6 separate regions of the Mus musculus genome follow, and regions 2, 3, 4, 5 and 6 are each linked to region 1. A link is a contact called in public promoter capture Hi-C data. All regions are on one chromosome and are shown on one strand. Each heading gives the region's core, a stretch centred on a gene start, on an enhancer-like site or on the middle of the called end of the contact. The rest is flanking DNA. Distances are from core to core; before and after follow the strand shown. Region 1 holds the start of Iqck (IQ motif containing K). Region 2 holds the start of Mettl9 (methyltransferase like 9). Region 3 holds the start of Cdr2 (cerebellar degeneration-related 2). Region 4 holds the start of Usp31 (ubiquitin specific peptidase 31). Region 5 holds the start of Polr3e (polymerase (RNA) III (DNA directed) polypeptide E). Region 6 holds the start of Pik3c2a (phosphatidylinositol-4-phosphate 3-kinase catalytic subunit type 2 alpha).

The links. Promoter capture Hi-C pulls out the DNA fragments that hold promoters and counts their contacts. Capture Hi-C pulls out chosen DNA fragments and counts their contacts.
Region 2: a contact with region 1 is called in a promoter capture Hi-C map of pre-B cells, with 3 times the contacts expected there. The contact joins the promoter of Mettl9 here to the promoter of Iqck in region 1. A contact is called at or near these places in 5 of 39 promoter capture datasets (hematopoietic stem and progenitor cells, hippocampal neurons, liver and 2 more) and 2 of 484 Hi-C or Micro-C datasets (B cells and CD4 T cells).
Region 3: a contact with region 1 is called in a promoter capture Hi-C map of liver, with 4 times the contacts expected there. The contact joins the promoter of Cdr2 here to the promoter of Iqck in region 1. A contact is called at or near these places in 2 of 39 promoter capture datasets (liver and pre-B cells) and 1 of 484 Hi-C or Micro-C datasets (B cells).
Region 4: a contact with region 1 is called in a promoter capture Hi-C map of liver, with 2.4 times the contacts expected there. The contact joins the promoter of Usp31 here to the promoter of Iqck in region 1. A contact is called at or near these places in 3 of 39 promoter capture datasets (the 3T3-L1 cell line, liver and pre-B cells), 2 of 484 Hi-C or Micro-C datasets (both in CD4 T cells) and 2 of 9 other capture datasets (adipose tissue and liver).
Region 5: a contact with region 1 is called in a promoter capture Hi-C map of pre-B cells, with 3 times the contacts expected there. The contact joins the promoter of Polr3e here to the promoter of Iqck in region 1. A contact is called at or near these places in 5 of 39 promoter capture datasets (the 3T3-L1 cell line, the C10 cell line, cranial neural crest and 2 more) and 1 of 9 other capture datasets (adipose tissue).
Region 6: a promoter capture Hi-C map of pre-B cells shows a contact between it and region 1, with 6 times the contacts expected there. The contact joins the promoter of Pik3c2a here to the promoter of Iqck in region 1. A contact is called at or near these places in 2 of 39 promoter capture datasets (liver and pre-B cells) and 1 of 9 other capture datasets (liver).

The regions. Positions count from the first base shown.
Region 1 is chr7:118,853,318-118,857,134 of GRCm38.p6, forward strand. It overlaps Iqck (IQ motif containing K), which reads left to right and starts at 2,435. Exons shown (of 9, transcript NM_001374605.1): 1 at 2,435-2,644. The coding sequence starts at 2,458. Knop1 (lysine rich nucleolar protein 1) reads right to left here and starts at 2,681. Exons shown (of 5, transcript NM_023197.3): 1 at 2,306-2,681; 2 at 1-23. The coding sequence starts at 2,459.
Region 2 is chr7:121,033,012-121,036,815 of GRCm38.p6, forward strand. It overlaps Mettl9 (methyltransferase like 9), which reads left to right and starts at 1,434. Exons shown (of 5, transcript NM_021554.2): 1 at 1,434-1,964. The coding sequence starts at 1,800.
Region 3 is chr7:120,980,444-120,984,437 of GRCm38.p6, forward strand. Cdr2 (cerebellar degeneration-related 2) reads right to left here and starts at 1,869. Exons shown (of 5, transcript NM_007672.2): 1 at 1,534-1,869. The coding sequence starts at 1,609. Mfsd13b (major facilitator superfamily domain containing 13B) reads left to right here and starts at 2,066. Exons shown (of 8, transcript NM_001374644.1): 1 at 2,066-2,287.
Region 4 is chr7:121,706,122-121,710,305 of GRCm38.p6, forward strand. Usp31 (ubiquitin specific peptidase 31) reads right to left here and starts at 1,321. Exons shown (of 16, transcript NM_001033173.2): 1 at 515-1,321. The coding sequence starts at 1,132.
Region 5 is chr7:120,915,265-120,919,099 of GRCm38.p6, forward strand. It overlaps Polr3e (polymerase (RNA) III (DNA directed) polypeptide E), which reads left to right and starts at 2,514. Exons shown (of 21, transcript NM_025298.4): 1 at 2,514-2,646. n-TLaag4 (a tRNA gene) reads left to right here and starts at 2,253; the gene lies at 2,253-2,334.
Region 6 is chr7:116,441,652-116,445,354 of GRCm38.p6, forward strand. It overlaps Pik3c2a (phosphatidylinositol-4-phosphate 3-kinase catalytic subunit type 2 alpha), which reads right to left and starts at 1,807. Exons shown (of 33, transcript NM_011083.2): 1 at 1,653-1,807.

The DNA.
Region 1 (3,817 bases), core at 1,185-3,684:
TTTCTGGGTCTTGCTGACCATTACTGAGAAGAAAAACAGAAATAATGCAGTTTACCATTCTACCCAGTCCCAGCCTGCGGTCCGAGAGAAAGGGAAACAGCTCCCATTCCTTGGGAGCAGGAGGAAAGACAATTAAATGGCAGGAAGTGCAAATGCAGATGGCCTTACATTCAAATCCAAACTCCTCACTCAGTTTGACTCTATCACCCCACCTCTCTGCACGTCACTTTCCTTTTCTGGAAGGAAAGAACACATCCATCCTCAGAGAGGTGCCGGGAAAGCCCAGAGAAAAGGCTTTGAGCACTTGATTCCTTGTCCACCATCTCCCTGAAACCTCCAGACAGACCTATATTCAACAGATATTTACCAAGCGCCTACTCAAGCCAGCACTGCAAGACACAGCTGTGATCAAGACTTTAGCTGGCTTCCATGACATTTTTTTTTTTTTAAAAACCAGATGAAGCAGAGAGAACATCCAAGCAGTCTTCCACCAGATCCAATAAATGGCACAGTTAATAGTCAGCTCTTTCCTCTGGCTCATTTGTCGAGTGTTCCTGCTCTAGGTCTACAAAGGAATCCCCCTGTTCCAACTCTTACCATCCCAAGCTACTTAAACAACGTGGCAAAGAGAGACAAGCCCCAGCCAGGACTCCAAACTCTTGGGTCAAATAGAAACACTGGTACACTTCCTTGCTTTATACCCTTGGCCCCTCTGGACTCCGGTTTTATCATCCATATAAAGGCTGAACCAGAAGGTACACAAGTTGGGCTATCTCAGTCTACAAGACAGCTGCAAGCACTGTCTTCAGTTTCAAAGTGACTGCTAGGAATTAACATGTGGCCATAACACATGGAAACCTTCATTACCTGGCTTTCCTCGGGAAAAACAGAAGCACTTACGACAAGTGGCCGGGGATTCAATACATGGCTTTCACTATGATCACCAGTATGCTTCTTGCTACTCTGTGGACTAGAGACAAAACATGGGAGGCTTCTAAGGAAAGAGGTGGAAATTAAGGGTCCAGGAGCTTCTCTATCCTGCACCTCTCCTTGGCTTCGGCGCTAACATGCTCCACAAAGGATTCAGCTTGCTCTGGGCAGCTTCAAAGATCTAGGCCAGACTTGAGCCATATCAAGTCCACTCTCACCTTGCTTTAGGCGCACACCTTTAATCCCAGCACTCCGGAGCCAGAGGCAGGCAGATTTCTGAGTTCAAGGCCAGCCTGGTCTACAAAGTGAGTTCCAGGACAGCCAGAGCTATACAGATAAACCAAAAAAAAAAAAAAAAGAAAGAAAGAAAGAAAGAAAGAAGATGCCCCCACAGACATGTATAATCTTATACACCAATATTATGGTGGCATTTTTCTCAACTCCATAATATTGAACATGGTTTTCCAGTTTGACCAATAGGATGGTAGAGTCAACCCTTGAGGCAGAAGTGGAGGGTGACTGGGCAGCTGGATGAAACAGCTGCCTTGATATAACTCACTCAGCATGTGTACTGTAGGGCTGAGGCAAGGAAGTCACTCTCGCCAACAGAGACGACATAAACAGGACTTCAGGGATGATAATTAACAAGAAAACATAACTGGGCCTCAAGACATACTGACTTTTAGAGGACATAGGAAGGGGACTCACAAAGGAGAGAAAGATACAAGTCCCGACAGGCCAGTATCAAGTAAGACCATGATGATTCTACAGGATTAGGGCCAGTGATCACGAAAAATAACCCGGACAAAAAGGTCCCAGGCGTCAGCTTAACCCACTTCTTTGTTTTGCCACTCAGCCAACAGCAACATACTCTTTTCCATCCCTTTAACTGTACTTCACTCGCGAGAAGTGGAACCGAACCTACACTGCATCACCTGCAAACACAAGCTTTCTTCAAAAGCGCCTTGTTTTTGAGACAAAGTTTGACTACGTCGCTAGGGCTGATCTGCATCCCGCGTGCCGGGGTTATAGACGTGGGCCACTATGCCCAGTGTGAAGGCACTCTTAAATTCCCGCGGCAGCAGTGGATAGGGTTAGTGTGACCAATAAGCCTCACAGGCCTCGGAGACTGTAACTCACTAGGTCTCAAAGTCAACAAGGTGCAAAACACGGACTCGAGCCAGAGGAGCGTGTGCTGCCCTCACCAACCGCAGGCTGCTTGCTAGCCAGGATCATCCCCATGCCTACTCCAAGGCGGGACGGCTTGGAGAGAAACCGAGGGCTGCAGGCGAGTTGGGGGTGACTTATCTTTGTTTTCCTCTCCCCCAGCGTGCAGCACCTTCCTCGGGGCCCCGCACAAACCACCCGCACTCACCTGGTTCGCTAGCAGGCCAAGCGTCCCCGCGTGAGCAGCCGCGCAGCCGCGATCCGGAAGTCAGCTTCGACTTTCTGGCCCGCCCCCTCGAAATCCTTCTCCTTCCGGGTCGCGGCCTCCCGGTGCCCTGGGTTGCTGTAGAAACCGCGTCCATGGCGGCGCCGAGACTTGTATCCAGCCGCAGCGTGCTGCGTGAGGAGGCGAGCGGCTCCGCGGATTCGCCGATCACTACGCGCACGCCGGTGCCCGCAGTGTCGCCCGGGTCTCCCGAAGTGCTCGTGTCACCCCCGCAGGTCGTCGAGCCGCCGGGGAAGAGCCTATGGGATCAGATCTGCGAGGGTAGGCGCCCCGCCGCTGGTCGGGCCGGGCGGGACGCGGGCGGGACCCGCCGGGACGCGCGTTCCAAGCCTCTGTGCGCCAGGCGGGTGACGCGCGCGGGCGGAGGAGCCGAGCCTTAGGCCCACACGCGGAGAAAGAGGTTGGCGTATGTCTTGGATTCCGGTGCGACCTCAGGCAACAGGCTCGCAGAAGGAAACCCGGTCAGAGAGTTGCGTAGTGTGAAGCTTCAGGGTAGAGACCCGGACCGCCCGCAGATCGCCCGAGGAAGCAGGGAATGAATGAACTCTGTAGACAGGCTCCGGTGATACTCAGGAAGTATTTTGGTGTGGACAAATAGATTTTGATCTCCACTTGCCCCAAAGCCTTTCTGAAGCCCCACAAGCAGGCTAGATCACTTGTTCCTTTGTAGCCCACGAACCTTGGTCATGGGGTCTTGTAATAGTCGTACAGCGGGCATAACAATGGTACCTATGTCGTGGTGTTAGGAGGTAGAACCACGTAGTCACAGATCCTAGGTTACAGGAAGAGTGTTAGTTTTCCTTCATTCCAAAGCCTCCAGATCTCAAAGGCAAGAGACACAGATTCATTCATAATAAGTCCGCTGTCTATCCCTTCTCCCTTTTCTCTCGCCTTTTTGGACTACAGACTGGCTTCCAGCTGAGTATCCTCCTGCCTCAGCCTTCCAGCTACTGAAAGATTTTCATTCTTGTGGCATTGGCTGTCCAATACAACACTAATAGAACGTTCAATAATCTGTGCTGTTAAATGGGTTTGGGGTGTAATTTGGGACTGGCAGACTAGAAGAACCAAATTTCTTATTTTACTTAATTTTGATAAATTTAAATAGCAATATTTATGGAATAGTTCCAGGTCAGTAAATGTTTCGTGAATGGAAACAGTGAATTTGTCAGTGTATAGAGGGAAAAATGGTGACTTGGAAGAAGTGGTGAGTTCAGAGGAAGAAGAGAAGAGTCAGTCAGTCCTCCCAGACCACAGGGCTTGCATTACTCCTTCCCTGTAACCTTTGCTTTAGAGAAAAGGTTTCACCCTGATGTTCTTGTAAGTTCTACCCTTAGGGTCCTTACCCGAGGAACTATCTGCAGCAATATTCAGGTGTCTATATACTTACTGTCTTTCACCCAGAGGATTCACTTTTCCAAGCCAATAGATCTT
Region 2 (3,804 bases), core at 184-2,683, 2.2 Mb after region 1:
AGCAAAATTTGGTAGGTGTCTTAGCTGTCAAGTTCACCCCAAATTCTTCAGATCCTATCAGATGTATCTTTGCTTCTTGTTTAGAGGATACATTTAGGATTGAAGTCTTGGAGCTGTGGTTAAGCAAGCTTAATCTTAGGACACAGTTTTCTGTATCCTTTGTCTTTAGAAATGAAATATGCCCGTTTATGCACTCTTGTTGTATCTCCTCTTTACTTAAAAAGGTGAAGACTCTGGTTTGATACAGAAGAGCTTTATTGGAACTCAAAGAGGGGACATAATACAGTCATTTACATTCACTATTATAGCTTCTTTTAAGTATGTTGGACCAGTACTTCTAGAAAGTTGAGCTCAATTTAGTAAGGTATAGTCTTGGGTTTAACACCCAACTTGGAGAGATGTCAGGGAATATACCAGAATGAGAGAAGACAAAGTATTTTGTTATATTCTATGCACATTAGGTAACAAAATATTCTTATTAACGAAAGATGGTAAATAGATACTTTAACACCTAAGGAGTTTGTGATAAGGAATGCCATTTCTCATCCAGGGGTCATTATTTCATAAACGGAAATCTCTTCAGTGTAGTGTGATGAAATTAACGTAAAGATAAATTTGTTTTATAATTAATTTAAAATTAATGTACAGAATCTGTCGCTGTCAAATGAAAAGCATATTCTAACAAACCTAGGAAGGTGTGAGTAGCTGGGCTAGGAAATATGCTGTAGCTTAGTAGCAACAGTTGAGACACAACGACATCTCATGACCCTCATTTTAGAAACATTGGGCTTCTTCCTGCTATAAATGATCTAAGAAATATCTGGCTAAATCTCCCCAGACCGAGCACATTTTAAGAATGTCTGGTCCAACTTCTATCAGCTTGAGAAAACATGGCAGCCAGGACTAACTTGCAAGGAAACATGGCAGCCAGGACTAACTTGTGGCCTTCGTTGTCCAGCAGATGCTATTTTCCATCACATTTCGTTGAGTGCTCCAGGAGCAACAGTTTCCAACAAAGGCAGAGCTTTCACTCATGAGGGCTTCACTAGACCTGTGACAGCCGCTTCTCAGGCTTGGGAACACCGGGACTGGGAGTGGCGGTGGGATTCTTTCCCCCTCGATTCTCTGCTTTGCAGCTATCGGGTGGCTTTTGGAGTTGGGAGTCAGGTTCGCTGACCCCAGATGGAAATTATTAAATAGACGGTCAAGACTGTAGCAAGAAGGGCAGCGCGGGTCTATCGAATAAACCTGGGTCTGTGTCAATGGGAACAATTAGGTCAAAGGTGTAATCGAGGGGCCCACAGGGTAGTTACTAAGGCAAGACAAGCCCGGAAGTCCTGCAGACCCCTCCTCGGAGGGGCCAGACTCTAGTAGCCCCTTTAGGAAGTCTCCCCCGGATCTTCCGCCATTATGAGTCCAGGCGGCGCCACGGAGGACGTGCACGCCCTCTCTCCCAACTCCCGGGCCTCCCGGTCTCCGCTCATTGGGCAGGGAGGACGCCCCTCCTGCGTTTGTACGTGCACCGGGTGGAAACACGACCTGGAGTCGTTGGCGTTCCGGGCTGGGAAGGGCCGCGGGGGACGTGAGAAGGCCGCGCGCCTGCCGCTCCTCCCCCGCCCCCCCTCCCGCGCCATCTCCCCCTCCCTCTGCCTCGGCCCCGAAGGGGGCTGCACGGGCGACTTGGCGGCGATGGCTCGAGCTCCGGCGGCGACGACGGTGGCCGGAGGCGGCGGCTCCTCCTCCTCCTCCTCCTGGGCTTGGGCCCGGCGGTGATCCGAGCTGGCGGCCGCGGCCCCCCGATGAGACTGTTGGCGGGCTGGCTGTGCCTGAGCCTGGCGTCCGTGTGGCTGGCGCGGAGGATGTGGACGCTGCGGAGCCCGCTCTCCCGCTCCCTGTACGTGAACATGACTAGCGGCCCCGGCGGGCCAGCGGCGGCCGCGGGCGGCGGGAAGGACACGCACCAGGTACTGGGCCGCAGCCCTGCGGAGCGGGGGCGTGGCGCGGCGCGGCGGGGCGCTCGGCCTTCCCGCGCTCGGCCGGGCCATTGTGCGGGGCGGCGCGCTCGGGCCTCGGCCCCGGCCTCTCACAAACTTTTCCCGGCCCGGGCGCTGGCCCCACGGCGCCTTTTGTTCGGCGGCGCGGGCGGGGGACAGCCTTTGCTGCCTGGCTCCCCGGGCCCCAGCGTGGGCGCCCCGAAGCCCCGCATTGTTCCCAGGCCGGCGGCGGCGTCCGCGTCCGCCCTCAGGACCCGAGCAACTTTGGGTAGGGCCACCCAACTGGCACTGGGGCCTGAGCAGAAAACTGCCCCAGCTCTCACCCAGCCAGCCTTCCTCTACCCCCCCGAGGGACAAAACCGAAAGCCGGTCTCTTTTTGTCTGGCCGAATCTCTGGATATACAAAGGGTTCTAAAGACATTAAACTGGGCCTCGTGAACATTTCGGCTGACATTTCCCCGAAGCACTTAAAAAAATGTGTTTGACAGGTCTGGGCTCCCAGCCTAGGAACTCTCCTCCCCCTCTGCCTATGAGACGTGTCCTTTCAACTTGGGTTTAGTGAGCTGACCAGAGAGGTTGGGATGAGGAGGAAGATGATGCAAGCTTTAAACGGAGAGGTTTAAAAAATCTGAACTGTTCAGCAGTGAATTCTTGTAGCTAATGAATGGATTGTGAGCCGTGGGGGTTCTACCGGTTGGATGGGGTTGGATGGTCTTTTCATTAGCTATTTGTACCACTTAAAGAAACATGCATGGGTCAGCTGTTGAATTAAGAGGGAGGTAGTTTGCATTTGACCGTAAGTAGTTTGTGGTTAACCTTGCAGTCACAGAAGAGAAGCCTTTGAATTTAGACAAACTTTGCGCTTTTTCTAAAAGCCTGAGTTTAGTATGTCTTGCTTTTACAGAGAGATGTAAGGAATGATTCCTTGTGTTATTTGGACCTCACCTTTTTATGTATAACAGCATTAAGATTTTATTTGCTATTAACTGGATTGTGTTGTTTTTTTTATGGTGTTGGGATGGAACCCAGGTCCTGGAAACTGTTCTACCCTGATCAATACTCAGACCTCATTTTCTATTTTGGAAGGAATCCTCGATTTTCATTATTTAAATTTACTAGTGATTGTGGCGTTTTAGATGCCCTTTTATGTAGTATTGTTAGGAGTGCGATAAACTTAGTATAACATCTTAAATTGTATAACCATGCTTATTGTCACAGACTATGTTATGCTGGCTCAGTGTCATAGAGACAACTCTGAGGTATACACTGTTAATTAAGTAGGATCAGAATGCCTCATGCCCGTGTGGAACAAGGACTTGGAAATGCTGTGTTTAACAAGCAGTGGATAGAAAAAACGATTATTCCCTATGATGAGGAATTGCGGTTGAGTCTCCCAGTTGTCGGTATTTATGATAACACTTGGGATTACTGCAGAGGCTTGATTTAGGTGCTCATAGAAATTGTGCTTATGGGATGGCTCAGTAGTTAAGAGACTGTGCTCAGTCAGCTCAGACAGCTACAGCTCAGACAGCTCACAACTCTGTAATCCCAGCTCTTGCAGGATTGGATAGCTCTGGACTTCTTCAGCACATGAGCGTGTGCAGGCGCGCACACACACATGTACACACACACTATATATATTGTGACTGTAGAGCCCAGGAAGAATGATGGCAGAGGACACTATCTCAGTGCTTCTCAGCAGAGGGCATTTTCTAACTGCATACATTCATTTATTTCTGTGGTGCTGAAGATCAAACTCAGGCCTTGTAAATGCTGGGCAAGTACTGTACCACTAAGCCTCATCCATAGT
Region 3 (3,994 bases), core at 619-3,118, 2.1 Mb after region 1:
GATTCTTCTTAAATATGGCAAAGAAAAAACTCTTGCTTGGATTATATGAATTGCTTTCATAGAAGCAATCGCACGATGGTTGCTTCAGTCCTCAAGTATCAAAGTAGGTCATCAATCCTTATGGGGCAAATCTCAAGTAGGCTAAATGTCTAACAAATTTGTCTTGTGGACATGGAGAAATGTGATGGCAAATCGGCATTGTAACTGCTAGTCAGCTTCAATTATAGCAGTACAGGGATCTATGTGGGCTTAGGTCATTTCACATTAAGAAATCAAGACAGACAGGATTAAAAAAACCAAAAAAACAAAAACAAAAAAAAAAACAAAAAAACAAAAAACAAATTAGCATCTCTCCAAAGAGCTACCTGTTTTCTTTTTCTAAGTATGGATCATTCAAGCCCGAATTTTTCCCCCATCAGATTCAGTTGAATTGTGAACAAGAGGCGGTGTTTAGTAGCCAACTCAAAAGAGATATTAATTTTCCCAAAAAGTTTGGAGTGGAGATCATTATACAGAATAGCACAAAGGATTCCTGCGGATCCCTCAGCATGGTGGTTAACAATGTCTACTCTGGGGTCTGCCGTGAATACCTAGTCTCCCCAACAGTATCTTCTTCAGCCAGAGGTACCTACTGCAGCACCTTATGCTATTGGGAGAATTAAAGGAGCCTACCAGGGTGTTGAGGGCCGGCCTATCAGTGTCCCCAAACACAAAATCCTGCTATGAATGTACAAGAAAATGGGCCACTGGCTTCAGACTGGGGGCACTCTTGAGATTGTCTCTGGAGATGCCCCGATGCAAGAAAACCAAGGCAGGATTATTTTTAATTGAAAACCCGAAAGAAAGATAAGCGCATGATAAGAGCTGCCCTCGAATAATTTCATTTAGCCCCCGATGAACGATGGCTAAGTAATAAATTAAAACACAAAACAAAACAGTTTAATACCCAACTGAGTAAGCTGTAAACTGGGATGCTAAGAAACTGAACAGTGTCTACAGGCTCCTCATACTCGGCTTTAGGGAATCCACCTAAATCTTTTAGCCTCTGCTTTCTGGAAAACGGGACAAAAAAAAAAAAATTTACTCTCACAGAGAGATGGCGCGGGTACCGCACAGCAGCACTGCCCTCCCACCACCTGCAGCGGCTTTGCAGACTCTGCGGACCATGAAAGGCGATGTGGGGCAGGCAGGGCAGCACGACCCGGACCCAGGCCAGCAGCTCGCCTCTAGAGCAGGACAAGCTGGTCCACTCCTGCCCACCTCAGAGGTCCATCCGCTCATACCCGGCAAGCGCTTTCTTAAAGCACCGAGCATCAGCCTGTGTGGCGCACCCGCAGGGCCGTGGGCCGCGCGCGCTTGCTCTCTGCGGTCGGGATGGGCGGATCCGTTGCCAGGTGAGGGCAAGAAGCACCGGGCCGCGGCATCCCAAACCTCCAGCCTAAGGAACTTTCTAGCACTTTCCACACCTGCCACCCCCGGACTCCCACCCCAACAATCCCGCCCCCCCCTCCCGACCGGCGACCTCGCCCTCACCTTGCTGGAGGTCCCGGTGGTCGTACCACGGCTCATCCTCCATCTCGAACTCCTCCACTAGGTTATCTGCCAGCATGTCGCCGGGGACGTCCGGGGGCAGCGGGCTCTGCCGCCGCCCTGCCGTTTCGGCCGCTGCCCCGGGCTCTCCCCCGGCCCCGCCGCCCTCAGCCAGAGCCACCCTGGGGCGGGACACGCAGGTCCCGCAGCAGCTCTCGCCGCTATCCCGCGCCGCCCAAAGGCCGGCGCCCTAGCGAGCGCGCCCCGGGTGGCGCCGGGAGCCGGCTCCTCACGCCTGCTGCCCGGCCCAACGTGGCACTTTGGCAGAACCCTCCCAAAGCCGGGGAGACGATTCAAACCCGGGAGGCACCTTGACCAATCACGAATGAGCCGCCTATAGAGTGACAGCGACTTCAGCCAATAGAATATCAAAAAAGGTCGCGGGTCCGAGGACCATCAGCCAATAATAGCTTAGGAAGGAACAAAGGAGGCGGGGAAAGACGAAGAGGGTGCGGTCGGCAGCCCCTCCTCTTTTGTCTGCGTCGCGTCTCCTCAGTTGAGTGCACTCCAGTTCCGGAGTGTGGAGGTGGCTTTGGCGAACACCGGGTGCCGAGGACTACTAATTCTGGGCACGGGTCATCATCTTCCCACCCGAGGGTTTCGGATGCGGGCCAACTCTCCTTGGCTCTGCCCTCGGTGATGCTCGGAGGGAGACTCATGGTCCGTCGGGAAGTTAAAGCCGAGAGAACGCTACTGAGTGAGAGCTGCTCCTCAATCTTGGAGCCCTGGCCTTCCAGGGGCCTGGCTATGAACTCCTAAAAGGGCAGTCACCAACCCCACTTCACACTCCAGAGTCCCGGGCTGGCCAGTGGAAGCCGCCTCCCCTGAGAAAAGTTGCCACAGTTTTGCATAGAATTTCTTAAAGGTTCATAGAGCCCAGGATAAATACCTAAGATCAGGCATTGCACTTGGTGGCCAGCTTGCCGGCGTCAGCTTGTTAACACAGCCGTAACTACTGTTTCTTGGGTTAAACTTTTAATATATTTGGGTACCTCACTTAGGGAAACTCTCAGAGGGCAGAAAGGTCGGCGCAGATGTTTGGGATGTTATAACTGATAGCATCTACAGAGGACGGGAGAAGAACTGTGACAACTGAGGGGGGGAGGGGATGTTATAACTGATAGCATCTACAGAGGACGGGAGAAGAACTGTGACAACTGAGGGGGGGAGGGGAGTAATTACTCAGGTTTGGCAGTAGTGATTTGGTAGAAACCTCCTGAAGTTAACTCCTTCACACAGATCCGGAGTGTCACCCGAACTAAAGTGGAAAGCAGTTGAAAGTTTGCCTTATCCAAAAAAAGCACCAGTTGTGGCCTTAAAATAGTGTACTCAGATTACTATGGCTTAAAACAGGAGAAATTGCTAGGAAGAAGCTACAAATCCTCAGAGATACTTTTATTTCTCTGAGATCTCGGGTAATTTGGAGGAAGGAATACTTCACCCTAATTTCTTTTTTCAGTGCTAACGATGCCTTAGGCGTGCCACTCTCCATCATTCTTGTGGGTCCTAAGATGCTCCTTTTCAGATCAGTGTAACATGCACCTGTTCCTGGGAACATGGTCTTGTGAAGGTCAAGAAAGCCTCCCCATTGTGAGGTTGGTTTGTTGTTTGTACAGAGTCTCACTGTGCAGCCCCAGCTTTGCCTAGCACACTATGTAGATTAGGCTGGCTCTGCCTCCAGAGTGCTGGGATAGAAGGCACACAACCATCAAACCCTGTCCCTACAGGAATGTTGTTCTGGCGAGATTTTCCTCTTCATTCCTTAAGAAAGACTCCTTAATAGACCTTAAGGTACCAAGAACCTAGGGTTAGAAATCTAATTGTCTATCCACAGTTTGTACTAGCAAAGCAGGCGTTAGCTCACCACTTAGGGGAGAAATGACCTCTTTGCTCAAAGAGCTATGAGAATCAAAGAAACTGTGCCCAAGAAAGCTGTGTTGTTTCTAACACTTATTGTGAAGGGACTGTTAAAAAATAACAGCATCAAAATAATACACTTCCTTCTCTTTTTGCCTCCCTCTTCCTTTTTCTTTTTCCTGTTCTCCCGTGGTACTACCAAGGGCCCACTCACATGCAAGGAGAAGTTCCAAGCCACTGTCCCCAGCCCATGAGTATCAAAATAAGTAGTAATAGCAACAGATTGCAGTTTGTTAATGATGAATCCATGGTGATATAAATGAGAAAAAAAATTTCCTTATGAGGAATGCCAACCAAAAATGTAACAAAGTAATATTAGCCAGGTATAGTGGTGCCCTCAGCACTGGGGATGTGGAGACAGGAGGCATGTGAGGTTGATACCACCTGTGCTACATTGCAAGACCCTGACTAGGAAGCAGAAGCCAATCAAAATAGAACAGGCCAGATAGTTCAGTGGCTAAAGGTGCTTGCATCCTTGCCTGACAAG
Region 4 (4,184 bases), core at 71-2,570, 2.9 Mb after region 1:
TGTACTTAAGAATAGAAAGAAAAAAAAAAAAGCACTAAGCATGAACGGTACTAACATAGCTAAAGCACTTTATGTATCACACTGAACCCGCTAGAAGTGCCCAAACTGGGTAATCTCGCTGTCCAACGTAACCTGTCAACTTGCTAAACGTAAGTACCAGGTAAACGGGAGCATAAAGAGGCTCAGTGGTTTACTACTTAAGAAGCAGAAGCCGGATTCGAACCCAGATGGATAGATACTCTCCCACCAATACCCGCTCCAAAGATTGAAGTTCCATGAAGGCAGGGTCTTGGTCCTGGCAACATCCATCCCCAAGGCGGATCACAGGACCTGGCGCCCATGTTCTGGCGCTCGGAAGCCAAGCTGGCTGGATGAATGGTGGGAGGAATGCGTTCCTTTGTCATCTGGGTTATCTTCCAGAACTCTCTGAGCATCCAGCGCAGAAATCCTCCCGGCCCGAAGAGGAGGAGCCCAAGAAGCGCCCGAGCTCCAAGGCCCCCCGCCCCGGGCTCACCTTGAAGTCGCGGCTGTGTTGCGGGGTGTACTCCAGCGTCCAGAGCGCCCGCACCAGATGCGCCAGCTGCTCGGTGACCTCGCCCTGGCCGTGCGGCCCGCGGCCCGCCGGCTGCTCCGACTCCGGCTCTGGCTCCGGTCGGCCCGCCCGGTACTGGCCCAGAGCCAGGTACTCGGCGAAGAGCTCGGTGTTACTGAGGCACTGCAGCGTGGCGTTCATGAAGCACGTGTTGCCGTGGTTGCGGAGCCCCGCCACGCCGGGCACCGGCTCCGAGGCGCAGGCGGGAGGCGCGGGCGAGGCGGGCGGCGGCGGGCACGGCGGCGGCGTGGGCGCGGAGGCCGGCCCGGGCGGGAAGCAGCTGCGGAGGCCGCCGCGGTCCGGGGCGGCGCCCTCGGAGCTGAGGTGCGAGAGCGTGGACAGCGTCTTGAGGACGCGGCTCATGAAACTGCCCACCGAGCGCGCCGACGACGGCGACGAGGGCGCGGCCGGCCCGGGGCCGCCAGCGCCGCCGCCGCCCCCCGCGCGGCCACTCCGGAACAGCCGCTTGCTGAACGAGCGCTTCTCCTTCCCGCCCGCCGCCACCGGCGGCCCGGGCCCGGGCGCCGTTACCTTGGACATGGCGGCGGTTGCCGACGCTCATCACCGCGCCAGTCCGCCCGGACCGCGACTCCGCCACGGCCGCCGCCGCATCCCGCCGCCTGCGCCTCACCCGGCCCGGGGGGCTTCACGCCCTACACCACCTCAGAGCGCCGCGGAGAGAGCGAGCAAGAGAGCGGCGACCGAGGGGCGCGCGTGCGTCGCGCGGCCGCCCAAGTGGGCAGCTCACGTGACTCGCTGGCATCGCAGCCCCGCCCCGCACTGAAGCTGCGAGGCCGCCATATTGACTGTGGGAACAGCTCTCTCCCTGAACCCTGATTCAAGGACTCCCTCGGCTTAGGGCGTGGTTCTGCGTGTTGAAGCTCAAGACTGGCCATGTTTAGTATGGGCACGGTCCTAAACGTTAGGGCAGGCGCTGGATGGTGGATTTTAGGGGTGGGTCTCTGTCTTTGCTTGTCAAATAGAAAAGATCTAGAGAAAGTACTGAAATCAAGCTGCCACGTACCAGGTGGCAGAGGAGCTGATAGATACAGCTTTGTCTTGTCCCAGGCGGGTTAACTCAGCCTGGCTCCCGAGGGACTGCCGCGTACCCACCCGAACGTGGTCACGGAGCTGGCACATTCTGGTGGGCTTTTCTTTCAGGATGTACCTTGAGGTCTCAGCAAAGTAATATTATTAGAATTGCCTTGCTGAAAAGTTTTGTAAAATACAGCCTTTAAATCCTCTGAGCTCTCCCTTTAATCACTCAATAAACTGAGCATTTGCTCATTCATTCATTCAATCATTCATTCATCCATCCATTCATTCAGTAAATATAGCAACTGAACACTTGCTGTTTGCCAAATACTGTACTAAACTCTAAGGATACGACAAGACTGAAACTAACTGAGTTTCTGCTTGCCTTCCTATAGTGTACACTCTCAGTAGGTATTCATTCATGATTACCTCTGTATTCCACACACTATGCCAATCATGGAATACCTTCCTTGGTTTTCAGTTCAGTGCCTTTGACATCTCATTTAAACCCAAGTTTGGCTCAAAGACTTAACCTTTAAACCAAGGGTCACAGATGCACTACTATCGCAGAGGCTAGATAGGTCATAGCAATGAACAAAGAATCCTGGTGAGGGGTCGGTCATCTGCTGATCAGGTCATACTTCACATATCTTGGGAATACAAGAAATGTTGTGGACAGCGGCAACCTGCTAATTAACATTCTTCTAAAGAGATGGCTTTCGCTCACCTCCAGTCAGTTGTTCCCATGTGAGAATGAGGGCTTAGTGTTGCCAGATCAGCTGATTTTTAGAGAAAAGGTGGAAATTCTATTTTTAAATGTTGGTTCAATTTTTTTTAAAGGAAAAAAAACTGCATGGGAGAACAGCGTGCATTAAGGCTGCCTACTACTCAAAATCCACTGGTTTCTGACCTTCTCTTTGTATGTTCTCTTTGCTAAGAGATGAGCCTGAGCCCTGGTTACTGCAAAAAACAGATAATGGGAAAGAAAGCCCATAACATTTTAAAGATAGAAAGGCCACCCTACACCCATCTCAAAGCAAATAGTTTTGGCCTCTAGATTTCTACTCAATACTAAATATGGTATCCTGTAATGATGCTCTTGGTTTGCTCTGAATAGGCTCAAATCCCCTCCACTTCTACCTCCTAATTAAAACATCCATCTTAGCTGTACCTTGGGCTCCTTGTAGCATCAGAAAGAATGCCACTAGATCACAATAGAAACTGAAGCCTGTGGCCCTCCACCTTTGCACACATGCTTGCTGCTTCTAACGACTTGATCCCAGCTGTGAACCTTTACCCAAGCTGATCCATCTGCTCCAGGTATCTTTCCTTGAACTTCCTCATTTAGTTTGCCTCTCTTCATCTCTAAAATCTTGCCTTCATTAATTGCATCATTTCTGCAGACTCTCTTAGAACCTTTTGGCCATACCATTAACTTGACCCTGTTGGAATTCAACAGACAATGAGTTAGTTGTTTTCTATTGCTGTGAAGTTACCACGACTAAGGCAACTGGTAAGAGAAAGTACTTAATCAGGGGCTTGCTTACAGCTTCAGAGTTAGTCCATCACCATCATTGTGGACAGCAAGTGGGCAGAGATGACGCTGAAGCCGTAACTGAGAGTTTACATCTCACCCAAAGGTTGGAGGCAGAGAGAATGAGAGCAAGAACAAGAATGTGTGTGTGCATGCATGCAAGAGAGGGAGACAGAGACAGAGAGACAGAAAAAGACAGAGACAAAAACAAAGACAGAGCCAGTCTGGGCTTAGTGTGAGCTTTCAAAAACTCAAAGCTCACCCTCAGTGACACACAAGGCAACACTTCCTACTTCTTCCCAAAACCCAAAGCAGTTCCTCTAATTAAGGACCAAGCATTCAGATACATGAGCTTATGGGGTCACCTTCATTCAAGCCACCACAGACTTCAGTAAACTGCAGGCTCGATCTACAAGACCCTCTCCCATTTTACTGTTTCAGGGTACTCAGTTAAGATTGCTTATTTTACAAGAAAACATCTAAATTACATTTGAGTTTCTGGAGGAATATCTGAGAACTGCCTTTCCAAGCTTCTCCTACTAGTTTAGACTTATTGGTCTCTAGGAACACCCAAACCATCCAATCCTGGCTTTTCAAGAACAGGCTTTGAAGAGTCCCTTGTTGGAGCACTAATATGTTGTTGTTGTTGTTGTTGTTGTTCTTCTTCTTCTTCTTCTTCTTCTTCTTCTTCTACTACTACTACTACTACTACTATGATTTTGTTTTATTTATTTATTTATTTATTTATTTATTTATTTATTTATTTATTTATTGGTCAACACAGAGTTTCTCTATGTAGCCCTGGCTGTCCTGGAACTCACTCTGTAGACCAGGCTGGTCTCAAACTCAGAAATCCACCTGCCTCTGCCTCCCAAGTGCTGGGATTAAAGGTGTGTGCCACCACTGCCGGTGATTTTATTTATTTTTATGTGTATAAATATGTTTTGCCTGAATGTATATCTATGCATCATATATGTGCAGTGTACTGGAAGTCTTAATAAACACTGGTGCATTGAGAGAACC
Region 5 (3,835 bases), core at 1,264-3,763, 2.1 Mb after region 1:
TCTAAGTTATCGAGAATCATGTAAAGAGACCCTGTCTCATCCCCTTCTACCTCCGGTCAAGAAAAGGAAGTGAACATATGCTTTGGGAGTTTCATTTCTGGTAGAAAACACGGAGGAAAATTCATGTATAAAGTAGAAGCCACAGATAGGGGTATTTCCTTCCATATTGAAAGTTAGAAACAAGTATTGTTTATTTATAGCATGGACTAATATAATAGATCTCAAAAACATAATATGGGAGAAAAGTTTTAACAAGGTGTTGGTATCCTGTGATAACACAGAAAAGCACACTTTATATTGCTCATGGATTTATGCATGTAGTTTTCAAAATTATTAGAAGGATACATGTCAAATTCATATTATTTGTAAACTGGAAGGGTGCTTGTGAGAGGATTTTTAAAAATGTGGTGGACTTTACTCTCATAGTCCAGGATATTGTTAAATTTTTGTTTATTTTTGTTTTGAGACAGAATATCCTATGTAGTCCTATGTAGACTGGCCTGAAACACACTTCTACCATGTAGACCAGTCTAGCCTGGAGCATAGTCTGTCACCGTGTAGACCAGGCTAGCTTCAAATCTGCTAAAAACTTCTGCCATTTGCCTCCTGATGGCTGGGACCATAGATATGCACCATTACGTCACACAGACACACACAGACAGACACACACAGATATACACACAGACCCCCCACCCCACCCCCTCCCCCACACACACACAGTTTTTCCATGATAGGGTTTCTCTGTTTAGCCCTGGCTGTCCTGGAACTCATCTGTACACCAGGCTGGCCTTCAACTTAGCGATCCACCTGCCTCTGCCTCCCAAGTGCTGGTACTAAAGGAGTGTGCTTACCATCTCTTAGCCCATATTTTAAGACACAGTTTTAAAGTGTACATTACATTTATCACCTGTGTATCTTACTTAATTAATTAATTACTTAATTATCGTGTGAGTATGTGTGACAGAGAACAGCTTGTGGATGATTCTTTTTCTATCATGTGGGTCCCAGGGATTTTTACATGCTTTTACACGCTTAGCCATTTCGAAGGCCTTACTTGTGTAACTTTTAATAAAAATTATGTACACAAGAAAATAATTGGAAGCAAAATGCCATATTGGCCAGGTGCAAGGCTGTAATTCTGGTACTTAGGAAGTGCAGGCAGGAGGATCAGAAATTCAAACTCATCAATGCACGTAGTTCAAAGCCAGCCTGGGCATTGTGAACCTTAGTTTAAACAACAAATGAATATGTATGCATGTTCAAATGTAAATGCAGAAATGAGTTTAATTCTAGGTGGTGGAAATATGGGGTGTGTGTGACTATTTTTTTTTTCATCTTTTTCAGTGTTTTAAAATATCTAGGGCTGGTGAGATAGCTCGGTCAGAAGGTAGGTAAACACACTTGCCTCGAAGCCTGACAACCTAAGACGCCCCCACAGGGTGGAACAAAAGAACTTATTCATCAGGCAAGTTGTCCTCTGACCTCCACGGCCCGCCCCCGCCCGTTCCCCACTCCCAAACAAATAAATAAAGTAAACGTAAAAGTCTGTATGGGCATATTAACATGCAAAGATACTTAAAAATAAAGTCTGGTTAAAAACAAAAGCAAAACAGAAAATAAATCAAAAGTATAGTGAAAAACCAGCCAGCTGTATATCTCTATGTGTTACTGTGTTAATATTTATATACCAACCCATTCACAATATGAACAAAACTATTTTCTATGGAGATAAACATTGACAGCAAAAGAGCAGAAAGGATGTACAATCAGCCAATAATGCTGGGTACTAGGAAACTAGAGCAAGTCAAAGCTCGAAGAATCTTATTTTGAATATTACAAAGAATATATTTTATCTGCAAAGTTTTAAAATTGTTTGTGTACTAAAAATTTAAACACGTAAATTTTCAGATAGAACTCTGCAGACCTGGGGTTACAGTTCAGCTCTGAGAGCTTGGTGAAAGTTACTGACAGAACCAGACATCGAATTCGGGTTTTTGAGTGTCTGAGTGGCTTAACCTGACACCTTAACCAACTGACTCAGAACGCAAAATAAACTATCCTTTGCTTTAAAACTTATTTGGAACAAGCTTGCATCTAAATACTTTTATTTCAATAAGTGGCATGATGATAATATTGTTTATGGCAATTTCTATCGGCAGGAAATAAAATAAATAAATATAACTCCAAGAATCGAAAGAAAATATACGTGTCAATCCAATAAGTAGCTTCTTAGAAAACGACGTCAACAGCTGGGTAGTGTGGCCGAGCGGTCTAAGGCGCTGGATTAAGGCTCCAGTCTCTTCGGGGGCGTGGGTTCGAATCCCACCGCTGCCAAGGCAGGCTTTTTCTTTTGTCTCAGCGTCTTTCGCTCTAGGTTCCTTCTGCGAGCGCAGCGGCGACCCCTGCTGTCGATGTGCGCTCTCTGCACCACGAGCAGCTCGCCGAAGGGGCGGTCCCGCGCGCGCCGGGGCGGGGCATTGTGGGTAAGAGGAAGCGCGAGGGCCGGCCCCGCTCCCCCCACGTGTCCGGCGGAGTTTCTCCAGCAGGAACATGGCCGCTGCCTGATAGAAGACCCGGCCGCCGCCGTCTCTGCAGCCCGCGGGTCCCTGGGCCGTTCCGCCGCCCGCGCGCGGCCCCGGCGGAGAGGTGAGCCCCGACTCGGCAGCCTCGGGATCCGGGTCGCAGCCGTCGCACTCGCTCGGTGCTCCGGGCCGCGCTGCTGACTAGGCCAGACAGGCCCCCGCCGCTGCGTGCCGAGGGGCCGCGGCCTCCCGGGACCAGGGCAGGGCGCAAGGTGGCCGCCCGGCTTTCCAGGCCGCCCCGGGCCTGGGTCGCTCCGTTCGGCTGGACGGTGGGGAGACGACGGCGGTGCGGCCCGCGCTGACTCAGGCTTCGGCCGCGCTGCCCCGCCCGGGCCTGGCTCCCGAACCGCACCTGCGAGGGCACTGGTGCCCGGTGGCGTGGCGGCTTTCGGAAGAGTGGGAAGGGCGCCTGAGCACCGGCGACATGGAGAAAGCCACTGGACTCGGGGCCGCCTGCATGGGCAGGGGTCGTTGAACCTGGTCAACTCTGCTTAGCCCGAGCGGGCCCGGGACGCCTCATTCATTGATCTGTGTTTAAGCAGAGTGGCGACTGCTTCGTGGACCCGGGGACCTTCCAGTAACGGGGGATGGTGCACATACCGGGTCATCCTGGAATATTGTTTTAGAGTTCCTGGGTTTGGGAGCGAAAAGATAAGATCATACCTTTATCTGTGAAATGGGGATATGATTCCCGTGCTACGGTGTTTTAATGAGTGTAAGATGGGTGACACTCCTGCTTCTTTCATTTGTGGCTGTCTTGTTCGGTCTTATATTGGAAGAAAACATGTTGCCACGTAGCAACAGTCCTTCTAGGTTCGCCTTATCCCTTTGAAGCCGGTGTGTGGTTTAAAATAGGAAAGGACCCAGGGTTATGCAATTCACGTCGCTAATCAGCTGCTATATTGAAGAGGTAGGATTTGAACCTGTAAGGTTTTGCACGGCAGTCCAACCTCTTAACCACTACACCATACTGCCTTTTACCAAAGAGATGTGCAGCATGTTAGTTAAGAATAAAACCAAGGCTCTTGGCATCAGCTAGATTTGGATTTCTTTACCTGTTTTCTTGGGGGGCTGTGACCTTGGGTAAACCAATTCGAAGTTGGGCACTATAAATTTTGATTTGCACAGCTAATGAGAAGAGTATTATTTGGTACTATATTGATGCCTGGCATCATTAATATTTGGGAGAAAGAACTGTGATTTTTTTTTTTTAATTTTAAAAGTAATGATCCCATAACCACGACCAAGTATAA
Region 6 (3,703 bases), core at 557-3,056, 2.4 Mb before region 1:
ATGCACTGAATGTGCCGAACTTATTACATTCCAAACAATATGCCAGATTTACTCTTGGGCACAGAAATGTACATAGCAACATAAAACTGAATGGAAAATTTGGAGCTCTAAATAGATGCAACAAAGAATTATACACTTACACAGCTAATTACAGAAAGTTGTTTCTAAAATCCTGAAAGCAAACAAGTCAACCTTTATGCTCTATAAAAATGAAAAAAGATTGAGACCACTAAAGTATAATGTTTGCAAGTTAGACTGCAAGCAACATGCACACCAATCATAACCCAGCTTTGCTTCCTTTATTATTATTATCATTTTTAGAGACAGTGTCTCACTAGGTAGACTAGGCGGACCTTAAATGTGACTCTCCTACCAGAGCTCTGCAGTGCAGACAAGCATTGCAATTATAGGGTGCACCACCATGCCCAAGACAACGGAGGTTTTTACAAGACAAACTGCTTTCAATATGAATTCCGCCAGCACCCATGGGAATCTGTGGAGGTGCTGTATTTATTATGTATCTATGTTAAAAATCACTTTGAAACTAAGTTTGAGTTAACAAATATCTCTCTCTCAGTTACAATGCTTTTCAGTATTCAAAACACTGAATGCCAAACTTGCAGGCAGTTTCAAAAACTTGAAAATTTCAACCAAGGCACTTCAGCGTGGTCTGTAACCTTGAATAACCAACTCCAATTACAGCAGAGCTACTTAACAGTTTCTCGTGGAGAAAGAACCATCAGGGAGGCAAGAGTACAAAGTCTTCCCTGGAACCAGTGTTCCAGGACCTCTGCGCAGCCTCTCTTCCCGAACACTACTTCACCAACCCCCTAAGAATAGCCTTTTATTTTCTGTCCTTGGCTTGAGATGTACCACATTCAGTGATCTCCCCCCCCCCCCGCCCCCCGCCCCGAAGGCAGTATTCTTCCTGACACCTACCTGGAAAGATTTAGGGATACTTTTTAAGAAGTAATCTTGTTCAAACAGGGATGCTTCCTTCGTGTCACTGAATTCAAACACCCACTGGCTAAAATAAAAATATACTAATTAGGACTTCACCTTCTATCAGGACAACACGGTGAAAGAACTACCGTATACACTCCCCTCCTCTTCAATTATTCCTTGTTCCTCAGTCACGCAGGAAGAGTTAAATATTCTTACTTTAATGCCCTAGCAGAAAGATGATGCACTAAATATACACAAATATCATTGCGTTCCCAAAGCAAGCAGTTTCTGGATTTTTGTTTTAAGGTAACGAGGTGAAGGGTCTCAGAAGAAAAAGAACCACCCGAGGCTCTAAAAACCGAGCTGGGAGAGGAGAAGGAAGAGGCCATAGCAGAAGTTCAACAGCCACTCTCCAGAACAGTCGGGACAGGAGCCTGGGACCGCCACCGCGGCTCCCTCGCTGTCCCGGGGGACCGTGGGGTGGCTTCCCCTCCCCCGCCCCCCGAGGGACAGCAGCGTCCGGCGGCCCGCGACAAAGGGGCCTGGCGCGGGGCGCTGGCGACCGTCGGGTGGGGGACGGGGCCCCGAGGAAGGAGTCAGAGAGGATGGAGTGACCAAGGGGCACGGCGGCCGGGTCCCTCCCCTCTGAGTCCCTCGGCGGCTGCGCAGAGCCAGGTCCCGCTCCGCACGCACCGGCAGCCCCTCACCTCACGCTGCGGGAGTCTTGGTCTTCACCGCAACCCGAGCCTTCGCGCCCTCCAAGGTCCGAGCCATGTTTTTCTCCCGCCTCAGCTGGCTCAGCCGGCCGCTGAGGAGAGCTTCGACTGACTCCGCGGCCAGCCGAGCTCTGCACGTCACTTCCGATGGTGCAAGCACCGCCCCCGTACTTGAGCGCCTTGCGATTGGCCGACGCGGATGGCCTACCTGAGATGGCGGGCGGGGCGCAGGCGGAGCCTGAAAGGCAGCAGCGGGGAGGTTGCGGGATGGAGTGTGGTTGCCCCGGGGAATGGGTGTCTTAGGCGCGGCCGGCCGGGGGCCTCTCGGGGAGGCTACCCCGGGACTCCTCCTGGCCGGCCTCGAGCTCCGAAGCGCCCTTTGTTCCCGGGCCCTGTCCCAGCACCGCGCGCCTCTGATCTCTGGCTTGCGGTTGCCTGGTTTGAGGTTTTGGCCCCAGGCCGCCCAGAGATTAGCTTGGTTTGGAAGACAGAAAAGAACAGTCAAGACGAAATCTTTCATTCCCTCCAGCGGTCGGCGAGCTCTCGCGGACGTTCAGGTGCTTCGAAGTTTGCATTAGCTCGTCGTGTGGGCCCTGGAAAGGGCTGGATGCGTGCGTGCGGCGTTCTCGCCTTGGTGTTTGCTGACAGCCCCGCCGCGGCCAGGTGGGCAAGGTTAGCCCGGTAATAACAGCGCTCGGCCAGACATCACACCCAGGCCCCATAGTAATCATACCTTTCTCGTGAGCGCGGACTGCAATTGGGCTTGTAAAGAGTTTAGCGCTCTGTTGTCTGATTCAAAACTGTGAAGCAGATGGGAGAATTATTCCCGTTTTACAGATTGCAAAAGACGACTGTCGGTAACTGTCGGAGGAGAGGAATGGCAACGTAAACTGGCAGAGTCTGCTTGGGTTTTGGGATTTCGAAGTGTATTCCCAGCATTTCCCCCTTTCCTTTAGTAAGGGAGGAGAGACCTCTGATCCTTTTGGTTTAAATAAACACGCTTGCACTTCTAGAGGCTGGATGAAGTTCTGCTTTAAGGGGAAGCGGGAGAAGGGGGCAGGGAAGGAGGGCAGGGAAGGGAATATGAGAATGTGGCATCTTCCTGTAGTCCAAGCTGAAGCTAAGACAGGAGATTACTCTAAAGCTCAGCAGTTCAGGACCTGTCTCCAAAAACAAACAAACAAACCTAGCTCAGTGGTAGTGCACCTAAGTAGGTTTAGTCTCCAGCACTAGCTGAAAGCAAAAGGAAAGGCTATTCTAGGGAGAAGTCTAGGAGCAACTTCTGGCTGTACCACCCTCCCTCCCAGCCCCTAGCTGTCTACTAGCCCCACCTCCACGCAAGCTTACACACCCCAGAAGAATGTCCCTTAGGAATCTGCTCAGCTCTACAGCATTGTTCTGCTTTATCTTCTCATCAAAGGAGGAATTTATACACTTGGCAGCTCTTCCTCAAGATTTAAAAGGGTGAGGAAAAGGAATTCTCTCAGGACTGGCTTCCTACCTTCTGCTGGAAAACAGAGTGTGCCTTTAGGAAAGAAAAGAAAACACTGAGTCTTATGGGAAGATAACTTGGTGTTCTCTCTCTCTCTCTCTCTCTCTCTCTCTCTCTCTCTCTCTCTCTCTCTCTCTCATCTCTCTGATCGAGAAAGGGAACTATCTTCTTTTGGTCCCTGGTAGCTTATGCCCTCCCTGGTTTGACTCAAACAAATCCTTGTTGAAATTCTGGCTTTCTCATTTATTGTGGCTTTTGTATGGCCCCACAGGTAGGAAGTGCAGTAGACTGAGAAGCTGAAGACTTAGGTAGCTTCCAATTGCAAATTGTTAGGTGTCAAGAAGCTGGGCTAGGAGCCCCCTCTCAGCCCCTCCTCTGCCTGGCAGTGGTGCCTGCCGATGGTTGTTAAACAATGTGAACAGACTTGTAAAGAAAGTGCAAACCATGCTTGCTGTCCTTTGAGACCGATTAGACACTAGCTAACAGCTACTTTCTCCTACTGGCTTCAATTTTAAGACTTGATAGTAAAAAGGAAAAAAAAAAAAAAGAA